Regions from separate parts of the Sus scrofa genome. Here regions 1 and 3 are each linked to region 2. A link is a contact called in public HiChIP or PLAC-seq data. All regions are on one chromosome and are shown on one strand. The core of a region is the stretch at or near the end of the contact, and the rest is flanking DNA. Distances in the headings are between cores, read along the strand shown. Region 1 overlaps ZNF438 (zinc finger protein 438). Region 2 has its middle 240 kb from the start of ARHGAP12. Region 3 overlaps ZNF438 (zinc finger protein 438).

The links. HiChIP or PLAC-seq counts read pairs in DNA pulled down with a chosen protein or histone mark.
Region 1: an H3K27ac HiChIP or PLAC-seq map of skeletal muscle shows a contact between it and region 2, with 7 times the contacts expected there. The contact joins two enhancer-like sites. A contact is called at or near these places in 2 of 47 Hi-C or Micro-C datasets (both in skeletal muscle) and 1 of 2 datasets of contacts at active chromatin or transcription factors (skeletal muscle).
Region 3: an H3K27ac HiChIP or PLAC-seq map of skeletal muscle shows a contact between it and region 2, with 6 times the contacts expected there. The contact joins two enhancer-like sites. A contact is called at or near these places in 1 of 47 Hi-C or Micro-C datasets (skeletal muscle) and 1 of 2 datasets of contacts at active chromatin or transcription factors (skeletal muscle).

Annotation. Positions count from the first base shown.
Region 1 is chr10:41,784,154-41,787,179 of Sscrofa11.1, reverse strand. It overlaps ZNF438 (zinc finger protein 438), which reads left to right. Exons shown (of 19, transcript XM_021064197.1): 8 at 2,181-2,289. Among named protein-coding and RNA genes, the nearest start is that of ZEB1, 230 kb to the left of the region's middle. Within about 2 kb of position 1,564, at least 4 of the 83 cell types and tissues checked have an H3K27ac peak or open chromatin away from gene starts, as enhancers often do. A contact at or near this core is called in skeletal muscle, where this site is marked.
Region 2 is chr10:42,337,012-42,340,023 of Sscrofa11.1, reverse strand. No RefSeq gene overlaps it. Among named protein-coding and RNA genes, the nearest start is that of ARHGAP12, 240 kb to the left of the region's middle. Within about 2 kb of position 1,688, at least 12 of the 83 cell types and tissues checked have an H3K27ac peak or open chromatin away from gene starts, as enhancers often do. A contact at or near this core is called in skeletal muscle, where this site is marked.
Region 3 is chr10:41,694,972-41,698,106 of Sscrofa11.1, reverse strand. ZNF438 (zinc finger protein 438) reads left to right here. Exons shown (of 19, transcript XM_021064197.1): 13 at 2,537-2,640. The coding sequence starts at 2,562. Among named protein-coding and RNA genes, the nearest start is that of ZEB1, 320 kb to the left of the region's middle. Within about 2 kb of position 1,681, at least 30 of the 83 cell types and tissues checked have an H3K27ac peak or open chromatin away from gene starts, as enhancers often do. A contact at or near this core is called in skeletal muscle, where this site is marked.

The DNA.
Region 1 (3,026 bases), core at 315-2,814, 550 kb after region 2:
TGGGTTGGGAGGAATGATTGGGCATTTAGGATCATGATCACAAAGGATTTTTTTTCGGTCATCCTCTCGCCATGGTCTAAAGCAGTAATGTAAACTCTGATAATGGAAATTATTTCACCACTGTTTTGCACCTTCGCTGCTATAACCCAAATTTTCATAATAAGGAGTGACTGATAGATATCCTTTTTACTGAAAAACAGTAGTTGTATAAACCTCAGGCTAAATTTGTTTGAGAAAATACTGTATTTTGCTGGATTATGTAGCCTGAAAGTGACCTAAAGTGCATTTTATTATCAGTTTATTTATCTTAGCCTATGTGGTTTCTGTGTGTGTGTGTGATACTCATGATTAATGGTGTCAAAACCCCACACAATTTTGAACACTACAAAAATAAAGAGGCAGTTTGATGATTATCATCTAATTTTAGAAGAAAATCATGGCACAGAATTGTCGTTTGCTTATATTAAGTATAGTCTCCATTACTACCTTGTATTTTCATCTTTCACTTTACCTCTGAATATAGATTCTTCTTTTCCTAAGTGTTCCTGAGCTATGATTTAAAGATAAGCAACTAAGAAATGCACGTAGTTTATAGGGTGTTAAGTGACAAGCAAGAGGATCTATTTCAGGAAATTAAAATGGCAACTTGAGGGATTTTACTTTTCTTTAAATTAGGTTTATTAAATACAAATTTTCTCATTTATATCAATTCCGTGATATTTCAAAACACTAGAAAGTTGTTAGTTTAAAACTTCACACAATTGATTTAAAGAAGAGATTTGTTTAAAGTTTTTCACCAACTCTCTAGAATGCCAGTCATAGTATAAAGTGCCAGACCCACTATCAATTTTGGGGAGGGGGGGCATGATCATAGAATGCAGAGGATCCTGGGGCTAAGGATCGAACCCATGCTACTACAGTGACAACACTGGCTCCATAACCCGCTGAGCCACTAGGGAACTCCAAGACTTATCTATTTTTAATATGGTGTCAGCAGCCCCTGTATTGTATGTCTTAAGAACTATTCAGTTTTCGGTACATTTCTTGATTGTTTTTTAAGGTTTTTTGTTTGATTTTTGTTGTTTCCTTTTTAAAATGTGGATGCTATTTTCATGGGGGAAAAATAATGCACAGACCAAAAGAAGAAAATTACATTGAGTCAATGTTAATGGAAATTGACTTCGGTTTTACAAAGGAACACTTTCGAGTTGTGAAGTTTTGAGTTTTGTCTTAGTTTCATCAAAATCTCTCAGATTTTTATGAACGCAATTGAAATCAGGAGATGATCCCAAAGGAGAGACTGGGGGGAGCGGTGAAAATAGACCATTTCAGTTGCACAGCAACATCTTTTCTGTTTTGAAAATAAATCTTTGCAGGTGTGTTTCCGATCTAGCTTTCTTGCTCAAGGAAGAATGTTTATCATTTTCTGAATTTACCAGCAATTGGTGTGCGCTGAGGGCTCATTTATTTCTTACAAAATGTCGCTAACTCACTCCTGTCCTCTTAAATTTAAAACAGCTGCTACCCACTGGCAGGATCTAAATCTTAACAGAGACAGAATTCCAGACTCCGTATGCCTGTATTACACTCTTGTTAATAACCATCTCTGTCTGTCAAGGTGACAGCGGGACAATGTGGGTCCTACACTCACATTTTCTCTGTCCCTGTGTAAAAAGCTAAAGCTTTTATTTTGTTAATAAAGACCTATGATTTAATTTAAAAAAACTCTTCTGATTATTGAAGCACTATAATTTGGTTTTGCTTGAAGCACTCTAACTTCCAATATTGTTTCCTTTCTCTGCAGTTATATTTTTAATATTATCTGGGAGTTAGGGTAGCTTATTTACTGAGAGAAAGTAGCAGAGGGATCCAAACTCAATGTTAAAAGGCAAGGCAAATTTGAGGAAAGAAACATAGTCTTTAAATTTTCAATTGTTTAGGATTTTATTTCCAGATTCCATTTTCATAATGTAGAATTTACAATCTCAACATTTATTTGGAAACAAGACAACAATTTCAACTTTTTCATGACCGCCTCACTGTTGAAAATAAGAGTTTTGACATAAGCTTCACCTGGATTCTCAGTCAAGGATACTCTTTTCATTTTTACCTTCTTTTGACCCGGTTGCCTTGCCCAAAAGCTATCATTTTGTTTTCCTTTCTCTTTGGTTTTCTTGCAGAACAACTGTTCAGTTTCTATAAAGATAAATTCATCTGTCTTGAAAAATGCTAAAGATTATTTTCATGCAGAAGATAAATCACTGGAAGAGACAGTAAAGAATTCAAAAGGTACTTCACGTTCTACCAGAGCGAAATCCAAATCTTTCTCCTCCGCAGTGAATTCATGGTTTCCTGGAAGATAAGATCTCATCCTGTTAAGGACTTCGTCTTAGAAAAGAAGAGAACATAATCTCTCAGGGGAACTGCAGGATCATAATTCCTAAAATCAAATATATCAATAAACACAGCTCTTACTTTAAAATAGTCAACCAAGTCTCCAGAACTTAGAGTGTAAAAAGTTGATGTCAAATTGTAATATCCTATAATAACATCAGTCTGTAAAAGAGAACAAATGATTGTTTAATTAGTTTAAAGTTTTATTCTCATAAATAAAATCCAAATGCTTGGTCATCATTCATATATTGTGAATGCCTTTTCTTAGTGATGAGACTTAACTTTGAAACTAATGTGCTGCTTTCCTGTGTGAGAAAGAAAGATAAAAAAATAAGCCTCTTGGGAATGGGAAGAAAATTTCCAGTCTCTCACCAGCCAATCTAATTTTTAATCATCTCTCTCTCTCTCTTTCTCTCCTCCTCCCTCCCTTGTTCTCTCTCTTGCTCTTTTTTCCCCCTGAAATCATCGTCATTTTCACCCCCTCATCCTGTTTTACAAATATAACTAATTTTGCAGAACTGAGGTTTGGATTTCATTTTTCACCTTGAAGTCTTTGCTTATATTTGTTCCCTGGCCAACGTGCTAGTCCAGAACTCAAAAAAGATTTTTAGAAAGTACAGACTCTGATAAAG
Region 2 (3,012 bases), core at 439-2,938:
CCAGTCACCCAGGGCTACTTGTCTCATTCCCTTGACCCTATGCCTCAAAGTCTTTTGCACTCATATACTGCATGCTCTTGACCAGGTCAGTTCAGCTCATTTCCATCAGCTGCCTGGGTAGTGTAGGCACTGGAGTTGAAACCCCTGCTGTAGAGGAAACTTAATTATTAGACAAGGACGTGGTACCCCTCAGCCTTACCAGCCCCCAAACCCCGTTTCTAATAGGAACTGCCCACCAGAGCCCCTGCAGCCAAGATGGCAATGTCTCATGTTATGTTATCCCGCTTTGGATGGAGCAGTTTGGGTCGACGCCTGATCCCAGGGCTGTCAATTCACCGGCTGATCGTGACACGTAATTCCATCCGTCTTTGGGCCTGGCATGGAAGAATGTGCTGAGCCAATCAAACTTTCCCTCTCAGCTTTAAAAACTGAGCACAGAGTGAAGCAGCACATTTGCAGGTGTTCTGATGCCAGCGAGAAGCCAGAAAAGTCAAGGAGGGCCGTGAGCATGCAGAAAGGGGGGTCAGTTGGAAGAAGGAATTTTTTGAGAGGGCTGGGAGGGAACGTGTGGCCCAAGAAAGGCAGGGGTACCTTGAGACAGAAATCCCGGGGCTGTCTGGGTGCCTTTGAGTTTTCCAGCTTCAGACCCAGTTCATGTGTGTTCCTACAGGAAACTCCAGTTCCTTGAGCCAAGTGGAGTGTTCTTTTGTTCCTGCACACATGAATAGCTCATAAGTTCTGTGGTGGCTCATCAGGCTAAGGATCCAGTGTTGTCACTGCTATGGCCTGAGTTTGATCCCTGGCCTGGGGACTTAAGGATGCCAATGGCATGGCCAAAAAAAAAAAAAAGCTATTCAGAGCCACACTGTAGGTTTCTACTAACCAGAGTCTGTGGTTCTACAAATTGAGTTTAAGAGTTTACCTCCATGATACGCCCCCCCCCCCACCCAGTGGTGGGCTCTCTGCTGGGTTATTGACACACAGTAGACAGATAAGCAGAAAGCCTGTGCATTAGGAATGAATCTCTAAGACTACTTTGACCCCTTTGGCTTCTGCAACAAAGGTATGCGTATGATTTTAGAGGCATAAACACCCAAGCTTCTCAAGATCTAATTTTGTCGCATTATCATATTCCCAACAAGAAAAAAAAAAAAAAAAAGCCTGCAGGTAAAAGCTGCTTGCTTTCTTATATCTGTCTGTCAGCCCTAATCAGACCAATCCCACTTAAGTGACAGAAAACTCTTCAGAGGTTGTCATCATTCTCGTGAACCTGAAGAATATTTAACTTGTTGATTAAGTACTTAACATTACAAATGAATGCAAAACTGTCTGTCAGGTCTGGCGTGATTATTTTGGAAAGGATGGAAAGTGTTGAGGTTGCCGCGATAAGGAATGACCTTTGGGATATTTAAGGCTGCCACGTTGCATCAGCTTTTGGGTGCAGTTGCCGTGCAGGCGCCAAGGAGAAGAAGAGACTGATGCGTGTGTTATAGCTCATCATAAAGTCGCTGATTTGTCTTTTTTAAGCAACCACTGTCGAAATGAGATGACAAAGAACTTCAGGCTGTAGCTGCCCCGGTGAAGAGAGTGGAGGAAATGGAAAGAAAATTTGTCATTAGGGAAAGCTGTCAACTCTGATGGCGTCTCCTTGGCACCAGCCAAACAATCTGAAACCTGTCTCTGAACAGTCACACAGATGGGGGTTGGGGGGGGGGATACACAAAGACAAAACAGCTGGGCGATTGACCGAACTTTCCACTCTGCGGCCAAGTCTTTTGGCGTCATGGAGATTAAGACTTGACTGATCTCACTGGAAAATTGTTCAAACCTTTGCTATGTGCTCTCTTCGCAGACACGCATTGACCATTCCCAGGGAAGAAAAAAGCCACACCTGCTTAAGCATTTCAAACACAGGAGCTACAGGGCATGCATCACAACTTCACGAAGAAAGCCATTGTTCCCCCTCTCCCAGCTTTGGCTCAAATTTCAAAGCTTTCCTTTGTCAGCAAAAGATGGCGCTTTCTAATAATAAAGGCAAATTAACAAGGAAAACCGTCAGAGAGAGAGAACAAGTTATATTCTCTTTTAAAATGTATTTTTAACTTACCTGCAGGACCGTACATTAAGAGTTGCTCTTTCTGGGGTCCAGTTCTTTGGGTTTGACAGCTGCATAGTACGGTTTGTCCACGACTGTAATTGTGTAGGATGAGTTTTATCAGCCCCCAATTCACGTTGGAGTCAGCCTTTCCCTCCACCCCTACCAGTCACCAGTGATCTGTCCTCTGCAAAGAGCTTTGTCTTTTCCAGAATGTTATGTAAATGGAATCATATAGCACATAGCCTTTTAGTGTAGTATGAATTGATTCACTTACTTTTGCCGAACATTTTCCTGGATCTAATGTTCTGTGCAGAGAGAAGAAGCAGGGGAAAAATAATTGGGGCCAGGGGAATCTCAGAAGACAGGAGTGAGGAGGTCGGGGAGTGGCTGGCTTCATCTATAGCAGCATCATCATCATAATTATTTTTTTTAGGGCCAGACCGTGGCATATGGAAGCTTGCAGGCTAGGGGTTGAATTGGTACCGCAGCTTATGGCCTACGCCACAGCCATGGCGAACGCCGGATCCTTAACCCACTGAGCGAGGCCAGGGATCGAACCCACATCCTCACAGACACTATGTTGGGTTCTTAACCTGCTCAGCCACAATGGGAACTCCCGGAATTCTTTTCATCTGTGTAAAAAGTGGATCTTAAAGGTGCTGAGTACCCACTGCAAAGATTTGGGTACCCAGCACCACCTCTGTATAGGGCTTAAAGGGAGAATGGGTGGGCTTGGCTGGCTGGCTTTAACCGGAGTTGGAATCCCACTGGGGGCCGAAATTAACATGAATAATTAGCTCTGGTTTAGTTATGAGAGCAGTTGTCATGTAGACAGCGTCAGGCTTGTGGAGAAAAGCACGCATTAACTCTGCGCTTGTGTGGCCACCCCATTAATGCGTTATCAACACGGCAGC
Region 3 (3,135 bases), core at 432-2,931, 640 kb after region 2:
TGTTGCAGTATGATATGGTTTGAAAAAGCAGTCAGAAATTATCTTGCTGCACTTTCTTTTTGTTGCTAATACTTAAATTACTTTGAAATCTCAAATAACATTCAAGGAGAGGGATGAGGGTTTTACGCTATCAGACTAAGACCTGGGTTAAGAATGATTAAGAGGCACTCTAAGTAAGCTCTCATTTCCAGGTGAGGAGACGGGGCCCTTGAGTTTCTGTTTGGTCCACACTGTGATAGGAACTGATCTTTGCTTGGAAGCCCAATCAGAAGTCTGGCCTGATAGTTGGAGTATTATTCATGGGCCTTCCTGCCTGCCTGTGAGCCAGCACCAGAGAAATGAGAGGCTGTTGTTTAACTTGCAGCCGTTAGAAGTCTCCAGTAGAAACCCCAGTCACTCACAGTATCACTGCCAATGTAGGTTGTTTCTTCAAGACTCATATGCTTTGGAGGCGGCACAATGCTGAAAAAAAAAAAAAAAAAAAAAAGCCCTTTGGTTTTCTAGTTCCCTCTCTGGAGAGTTCTAAGACGCTAACCCTTTTGACTTTTATTGGTAGTTTGCTTTGTCAGCTTTGTATCCACTTTCATTTATTCCTTGACCTACTCTTTGCAGTGAACCATCTCTAGCCTGGTAATACCAGTGGGAAAAAAGTGAACTCTTGTTTCAGACCTGTGAAGTTTGATTCCAAGTTTTAAACTTAGCTTCCTGTAAACATCACCTTTTTCTTCACTGTATATATGTATGTGTGTATTTTGCTTTTTAGGGCTGCACCCATGGCATATGGAGGTTCCCAGGCTAGGGGTCAAATCAGAGCTACAACTGCTGGCCTACGCCACAGCCACAGCAACACAGGATCCAAGCTGCGTCTGTGATCTATGCCACGGCTCACAGCAATGCCAGATCCTTAAGCCACCGAGCGAGGCCAGGGAATGAACCCGCAACCTCATGGTTACTGGTCGGATTGGTTTCTGCCGCGCCACAACGGGAACTCCTTTTCATTTTATTTTACTGCCCCACCATACCCTTTCTGTCTGAGAACCATGGGTTTTTTTTTTTTGGTTGGTTGGTTGGTTGGTCTTGATTTTTAATGAATCTCTCTCGAACTCACCTGTTTGTAGAAACTGAACATTTCCCCTTTTCCAAGAGGCTGTTGTGGCAAAAGTAGCTCTTTGCTTGAGGTCCCAACCTAGGGGTCTCTAAAGGGGTCCAGGAAAGACACAGTCACATTTGCTTTTCCAGAATTAGCAACGAGAAATAATTTAACTGGCCTTGACTATAAGTGAGCAGCTCTTTAAGAAAAAAGTCTGCAATCAGTTGAATTCTTTAGGCTTCTGGCTAACAGTACTGAAGAACCCTCTACAGAGTAGATAAAGCCTGGAGGAAGAATTTCTGATTCAATTGCACGTTATTTATTGTGGAAAGAATGTTTTCCCTACAGACCGATGAGGAACAAGATGTTTAAACATAAGCCAGGGCGGAGACCTATTTGTTTGGTCAGCTTCAGAGGGGCCACGTTTCCTTGCTTACGATGATGAGTCTGCCAACTAACTCTTCTGTCCTCCCCACCCCCGCCCGATTCTGCAAATTTCTGTGGGATTTTTTACTTGGGGCTCTGGTTGGATGAGACAGTGATAAAGTGCATACGTGGCCATTGGAAAGGCTCAGGGGCTTTTTTCTGGAGCAGCACAACTTTATCACGTCATTACGAATTTATGCTGTGCTCCGTGCATGTGTATATATGGGCTTTTCCCCTTTTCCCCAGTTCCCCTCAGCTGTTGGCTTGTGTAAGCGCATAGCTGGATGGCAGCCGGACTCCATCTATCACAGGCGGTGGGAGGGGGGACAGGGATTTGAAAGGGTTACTGTTCACATTTCCTGTGTAATTCCCTCTGATCTTACTGGGCTGTAATTCCTTTCTTGATGTTAAACGTTCCCAGGCTCCTATAACCTCCTTGCTGACGTGCGCTAGCCAGGCTTGTCCCAGGTGATCATGGAGGCGGACCTCCTGTTTTTAAAGATTAGAGATCGCCCTTTCATCCATGAGATAGGCTACATGCTCATTCCTTTGCAATCCCAGGAGAAATGTCTTTGATTCGAGACAAGAATGGAGCCCTAACATTTAGTCCGTTTTCTAACTCATATTTAACAGCCAGCCACCCAATTTGTTGTCAGATTAATTGCACAAAATTTTAAACCTACAGACTCCTAGTTTAGTGCATCTCTAGTGAAGTGAAAGCCTGGGAATCTAGTAAAGATCACACAAGTGGGTTCTGCTAGAAGAAGGGTAATAGTTGATGCCACCACTTGCTTTTAGCTTACTTGATCCGTAGGTCCCTTTAAGCTGTGGCACTGACAGGTCAATATTTCTGCTTCAGTTCAGTTCAGGAGGTCGTAGCTGGTCAGAGGGAGATACTTATTTTATACTTTTTCTCTGGTTTTTAAAGTGTAGAGCAGCTGCTTTTAATTCCACAACTTGTAAAATATGTATTTTTGTGGTTGGCAAAAGATTTTCTATTTTTGCCTTTTTCTCCTTAAGTTTTAGGGGAAAACGTTCTGCTCCTATGAAGCATGAGCATGGGTCAGCAGCTGCTGATGAATTGATGGGGCAGGGTCACCTGTACCAGCACTGCCCTTGTCCAGGTAACGAGCTTTCCTGTGGCACAGCTCCAGGCATGTGTGCTCGTGTGGCCTAGAGCACACTGCCCTGTCCCCTCCACCAACTTGGGAACCTAAGGGTTTGGGGATGGACAGGAACAAAACCACGGCTCTTTGAAGGAGTTTCTAGAATAATTTAAGTTTGCTGGTGTTTAGGCCAAAGTAAGCTGTTTGCATGGCTTAAAGCAGTGAGATAAAATATTTTTTATGCATGTGTAACATGGTTTTCCATGGAGGTGGGTAGAGGAATTTTTAGGTTGGTTTTGTTTGGATCTGCCTTAACAAGCTAGAGGGACTGGTTTTGAAATGTTTTTATCTTTTTTGGCCGCACTGCAGTATATGGAGTTCCCGGGCCAGAGATCAGATCTGAGCTATAGTCACGACCTAAGCTGAAGGTGTGGCAATACCAGATCCTTAACTCACTGTACGCAGCCAGGGATTGAACCTGTGTCCCAGAGCTCCTAAGATACCAACCCTGTT